Linked DNA regions of Sus scrofa: region 1 is linked to region 2. The links are chromatin contacts, called in public Hi-C maps. All regions are on one chromosome and are shown on one strand. Each heading gives the region's core, a stretch centred on a gene start, on an enhancer-like site or on the middle of the called end of the contact. The rest is flanking DNA. Distances are from core to core; before and after follow the strand shown.

What was found. A called contact is a pair of places that touch in the nucleus more often than the background predicts.
Region 1: a Hi-C map of liver shows a contact between it and region 2, with 1.4 times the contacts expected there. The contact joins the promoter of FNBP1 here to the enhancer-like site in region 2. A contact is called at or near these places in 2 of 5 promoter capture datasets (both in liver), 3 of 47 Hi-C or Micro-C datasets (liver and skeletal muscle) and 1 of 2 datasets of contacts at active chromatin or transcription factors (alveolar macrophages).

The regions. Positions count from the first base shown.
Region 1 is chr1:270,178,508-270,181,480 of Sscrofa11.1, reverse strand. It overlaps FNBP1 (formin-binding protein 1), which reads left to right and starts at 1,269. Exons shown (of 18, transcript XM_021070148.1): 1 at 1,269-1,570. The coding sequence starts at 1,547. LOC110256408 (a long non-coding RNA gene) reads right to left here and starts at 1,176. Exons shown (of 2, transcript XR_002337858.1): 1 at 407-1,176.
Region 2 is chr1:270,130,070-270,133,124 of Sscrofa11.1, reverse strand. FNBP1 (formin-binding protein 1) reads left to right here. Exons shown (of 18, transcript XM_021070148.1): 2 at 1,793-1,908. Among named protein-coding and RNA genes, the nearest start is that of FNBP1, 49 kb to the left of the region's middle. Within about 2 kb of position 1,549, at least 5 of the 83 cell types and tissues checked have an H3K27ac peak or open chromatin away from gene starts, as enhancers often do. A contact at or near this core is called in liver, where this site is marked.

The DNA of each region.
Region 1 (2,973 bases), core at 20-2,519, 49 kb before region 2:
AACTGAAAAAAGACAGACCAAAACAGTTCTGACAGTTTAAATTGATTGTAATTCTGTCCAACAAAGGAAGCCGACTTGGTTTATCTGCAAGAGGAGGAAAACCACCCTTGCTCCACTCTCTCCTGGAGTATGACAAGCTAGCCGAGTCTGAGGGTGGTGGGATTGAAGAGAAGCATCCCCGTGAAATATTTCTAAAATGGGGCCCAGTTTAGAGTCGACGGTTATTCAGAAAAGTTGGTAGCATTGGCTGTGGGAGAAAGAAAACTGGGGAGAAAGGGCCTACGGATTCAGAGGAAGGAGTTGGAACCCAGTTCTCCATAGCTTGTGGGGAATGTAATAATGTGTGGACCCTCGGGATACGGAGAAAGGGAGTCAGTACCTCCCTAGAAATTAGCTCTCAGCTTACCAACCACGGGCCAGGTATCAGGTGCTCTTTCCTTGATCCTTGTCACCACACAGTGACATGGCTCTGTCATTCCGTCCATCTGAGCTTTCAGGAGAGGTGGAGGCATTGCCCGAGGCCATCCAGCCAGTAAGTGCCGGAGGCTGGATTGGAACCAAACACATTATCTGTGGACCCAGCGCCTTTCCTTTTACCCACTAAGTGGCAACGTGATTTCACGTCTGAGTCTGAGAGTTTCTTGGCAGAACAAGTTGGAAATCACTGGTTTCGGAGATTAGAAATCACCGGTTCCGCGCCCCTGGATCCCTTCCCTGGCCACTCGAAGCGGCTGGGTCGCTCTTTGCCTCGACATCCCTCTCTGTGCAGCACAGACATCGCCCCACTCCCAGGCCCCACTCCCACCGCGCAAGGCTGCAGGGCTCCTCGGGCCTCCACGGTTCCCAGGCGGGGGCAAAGACCATCCCGAGCGAACTCTGGTCGGTGTAAATGGCTGCCAGGGAAAAGTATTGTCCTTAAATCCAAAGCGGCCCTCGACGCAGGGGAGCAACCTCAGGCCTCGGCAGAGCACCCTTAATAACAGGGGCCGGCTACGTTCAAAGGCGGGTGGTTGTCCTAGGAGCAAGAGGGTGGCTGCTAATAAGCAATAATAATGAACAAAACCCGGCGGGGGGAGCCCCGGGGTCCCAGGTCCCGGCAGCCCTCCCACCTCCCTCCGAGGCCTTCCGGACCCCCGGGCTACGCGGGCGGGGCGGAGGGCGCCCGGAGGGAGGCTGGGCCGGGGGCGGGGGCGGGGCGCGCGCGTGCGCGAGCTGTCAGGCCGGCCCCGCCCCCGGCGCGCAGCCCCGCCCCGGCCGCCCCTCCCTCCCCTCCCCCTCCCCCTCCCCTCGCTCTCCCGGTGTAGGGCGGGCGGGCGCTGCGGCGACCGCGGCTGCTGCTTCCTCGGGCCATTTTGCTGAGGAGAGACGGGGAGGAGGAGCCGCCGAGGAGACCCGAGCCGAGGAGCGGCGAGCCGGAGGAGGCGGCGGCGGCGCGGGCACGGGCTTTCCTCGATCGCGGGGATCTCCAGGGGCGAAGGGATCGCCGGGGAGCGGGACCGGAGAGCCGCGCCTGCCGCGCGGCGCGCCCCTTCCCGCCCCCTGCACCATGAGCTGGGGCACCGAGCTCTGGGTGAGTGAGGGGCTGGGCCCGCCGGGCGGCGAGGGAAGGTGCCTGGCGCGCCTGGGCTGGGGGCGCGGGCCCGGCTGCCCGGGTGGGGGCGACCGCGCGCTGGTCGGGGTCCCCGCGGCCTGGGGGGAAGCGCGGGACCGGGTGCCTCTCGTCGGCCTTGGCTCGAGCAAGGGGTGCGAGCCAGATTCGCCCTTCGGAGGTGCGGGGCGCTGGTGTGGGTCCCCTGCTGCTCGAGCGCGGGGCGCGCATCTGGGTGCCCCTGCGGCCTGAGCGGGGGCGCCGGCAGGACTCCGTCTCTCTGGCGCCCCGAGGCCAGGGGTGTGTATCGGGAAGAGCCTTAATCCCCCGGAGCGAGTAACCGACGCGCCGCGGACCGACCTCGATGGGGGGCGTGGAGGCCCGGGGATTTTCAGGACTGCGCTGGGCACTGGGCGCCCAGCGCCGAAATCCGAGGGCTGCTTTCTCTCCGTGGAGGTGCTGGCGGGTCGGGCGCTCCCCCGGGGGGGCGGGGCGGCCCTGGCGGGTCTGGGTGCGAGGTCTTGGGTTTGGGGGCGCAGGGACGAGCGACTGGTGTCTCCCCTTTGGTGGCGAGGACTTTTGACCTGTGATGGTTTGGGGTGCACTTGTGGTTCTTTGAGGGGCCGCTCAGATCCTGGATTTGATGTGGGGACTGCGGCGTTTGGCCTGGAGAGGGGAGAGTAGTCGGAGTTAGAGGGAGATCTTGTGTTATCACCTTTCGGAAGGGGCATTCACGGGGTAAATTTTCCATTTTTTAGCTGCTGGGAGGAGAGCGTCCAAAATGGGGTAGGCTGGCGCGGAGGAGCGCCCCGCGGGGTTCCTTAACCTGGGCTGCGGGTGGATAAACAAGTAGATGCACTCCCCGCACCAGGGCGAGCAGAGGATGCCAAGGCCATCATCCTTGGGGAAGAGAGGCTGTGGCTTGTGGAATGGAGCTGATTTCCCTGCCTTCCTCTGGATTCCTGAGGAAATCACTGGGCAAGGAATGGGGCAGAGCAGTGTCCAGAGGGAGGAGTAGATGAAATCTCAGTTATTGCCCCGAAATGTTCTCAAGATGAGACATTTCCCATGATGAACTGGAAAGTGCCTCCCCGCGGAATTCCATTTGTAAAGGGTGTGGAGGAGAAAGTGCGGGGTGGTGGTGGTTGCTCTTTGAGCTGAGGCCAAGAAATTTCACATCAAAATAAAACAAGGTTACAGCAGCTTTAGAAACAGAGCGCATCCTCCCTTAATTTTTTTTTTTTTGCTGTAATTGTTTTTTACATAACCATTTCTTAGGCTCCGAAGCAGCTGCTGTTATCAATACCAAAATCCTGAAGGCAATAACTCCCTTACATTAAGATAATTTTATAAACATCCTTTATCTAAGGGGACTCAAATTTTCG
Region 2 (3,055 bases), core at 300-2,799:
GTTTGTTTTTTTTTTTAAATTACTTTTTTAAATTGAAGTATAGTCAATTTACAGTATTGTGTTAGTTCCAGGTGTCCTGCACAGTGATCCAGTTATACATGCATACATATATCTATTCTTTTTCCAATTCTTTTCCCGTATAGGGTATTATAAAGTATTGAGTCTACTTCCCTGTGCTACACAGGAGTCCTTGCTGGTAATCTGCTTTATATTTGGTAAAGCGTCTATATTAATTCCAAACCCTAATTTATCCCTCCCCCATTGGTGACCGTAAGTTTGTTTTCTATGTCTGTGCGCCTATTTCTGTTTTGTAAATAAGTTCATGCAGACGTTCGCAGGCCAGGGATCAAATGAGAGCCACAGGAGTGACAACACCGAATCCTTAATCATTAGGCCACTAGGGAACTGCCTTCTTTTTTCATTTTTTTAGGATTCCACGTATATGGCTTTGTTTTTATATTTGATCTGGCACTTTTTCATTTTACATGATCCTAATGACAGTTTGGTGATATTAGGCAGGGCTTCTGTCTTCATGTTGCAGGCAATTGACTAAAACCTTGAGGTGTTTGGTGGCCTTTCTCTAGTCCCAGAGCTGGGCTAGAACCCTCATCCTCTATTCATTGCCATTACCCTTCAGGAGCCACCCGTCCACCTCTGCCAATTCTCTTCCCCGAAGTCGTGCTAAGCCTCTCTTCACCTTTGGCTTCTGGTCCTAGGCTCGTCCTTCAGATCCACCAGCTCACCAGCCTCCATCCGTGACCTCTGAGTAGGTCTGTGCTTCCAACTCGATTCTGGACATGTCACTCCCTCGCTCAACATGTCACGTCACCCAAACTGCTGCCCCTTCCCTCCGCCAGGGTGCTCACGGGACGCAGAGCCAGGGAGTTGCCCTCGAACCCTCCTCTCCTTCACATCCCTTCCAGCCTCCCATTTAATCAGTCACAAAGACTAGCTGATTCTACCTGATCGTGGTCGGTCACATCCTTCCTTCTGTTCCCACTTCCCCTCCTTTGGTCTGTTGAACACCCCTGACTTCCAGCTGCTGGTGATGTTAAACATAGCTATGGTTGTGCCACTCCCTTGCCAAGCCCTTCAGTGGCTCACTTGTGCCTGCCAGGGTCTAGGCACCCTGGCTCGGCATGATGAGGCCAGGACCCTCTAGATCCATCACCCACCACCAGGCCATTCCACCAGATTCCTGGACCGTCTTTGCCTTCCTGCTCTCATTCTTCCAGACCAGGAATCTCCAGGCACTGCACACATCAGGATTATATTTCTCTTCTTTTTGGTTCCCCAGCCCTAAGCACCATTCTTGGCACAAAGTGTAGGCTTGATGCCTGTTCAGAGGTTGGAATAAAAGTCATGAGTCATTTTATTTGTTTGAGGAAAGCAGGTATTTTGTAACCCTTCTCCCTCCTCGTTCCTCGCCTCTGATTTCAGGGAGCTTACTTGAATGCTAACTCAGATAACGGGTAAGGTGCTGACTGAGTTGTCGCGGGTGTGTGTTCTACCTCGCGGTCCGTGGTGTCTTGGAGAGGACACTTGGCTTTGCGTCAGGACATCAGCTGTATCCAAACACCACGTTTCTAACAGGAATAGGGAACGTGAACGGACGAGTCAGAGGTCAATAGCTCAGGCAGTTTTCAAACCAAATTTGGTAATGTTGAAATCATGAAAAATGTTAGAACTGCTTTCTAGGTACTGATATATTGTTGAGAGACTTGTTCGTTGGAGTTATGCTAATCACAGAGAAAGATTACAAGCTCTCCTCCACCTTTTTTTTTTTTAACAGGATCAATTTGACAACTTAGAAAAACACACACAGTGGGGAATTGATATTCTTGAGAAATACATCAAATTCGTAAAGGAAAGGACAGAGATTGAACTCAGCTATGCAAAGCAACTCAGGTAAGTTGATACTGAGAAAGACTGGCTGTTAACTGCAGAATGGATGTAAGGATAATTCAATATTCTCATTTTGTAGTATAAATGCATAATCCTTGAACTATTTCTTCTTTCACATCAGCTTATTCTTCAATAAAAACAATTGTTTTTAAATATAAAAAATTAATTTTCCTAGGACAGTAAGCCTACAAATCAAGTTATGCTTTTAGAATCTGGTTTCTTGAAAGGATCCCTGCTGCATTTTGGAGCAGCTTTTTTGTTTTTTTCAGAAAACATCTTAAAAATTAACTTTTATTGGAGTGTAGTTGATTTACAATGTTGTGTTCGTTGCAGGTATAGAGCAACGTGAATCAGTTATATATATATCTCCCTTCTTTTTCAGATTCTTTCCCTATATAGGCTATCACAGAGTACTGAATAGATTTCCCTGTGTGTTACTTATCAATTTGAAATATAACGTAGGAGTGCTCTTGTGGCGCAATTGGTTAAGGATCTGGCATTGCCGCTGCAGCATCTTGGGTCGCTGCTGTGGCACAGGTTCGATCCCTGGCCAGGGAGTTTTTTAATGCCATGGGTGTAGCCAAAAAAAAAAAAAAAAAAAAAAGAAAAAAGAAATATTACATACATACAGAAAAGTTCACCGATCTCGTGTACAGTGCCACAAATTTTCAGAGGGAATACGACCATAGGACCAGCACCCAGGTCTAGAAACAGCAAGTTACCAGCCTCAGGGCCTTTTCCAGGGTTTGACCACTCTTCCGATCTCTGACAGCCTGGATTAGTCGTGCCTGTTTTTAAACCTTAACGAATGTGAGCATTTATTATGCACTGTTTGTATTTGGCTTCCTTTGTTCCTCATTATGTCTGTGGGATTCACTATTGTTGCATTTGCTGGTACTTTTCATTGGTGTTTAATATTTTGGTGTATGAATGTATCACTGTTTTTTTAAATGATTTTTATTTTTTCCATTATAGTTGGTTTACAGTGCTCCGTCAATTGTCTATGGTACGGCAAAGTGACCCAGTCACACACACACATATATTCTTTTCCTCGCATCATCCTCCATCGTGCTCCATCACAAGTGACTGGGTATGGTTCCCAGTGCTATACAGCAGGATCTCATTGCTCCTCCACTCCAATCACAGTTTT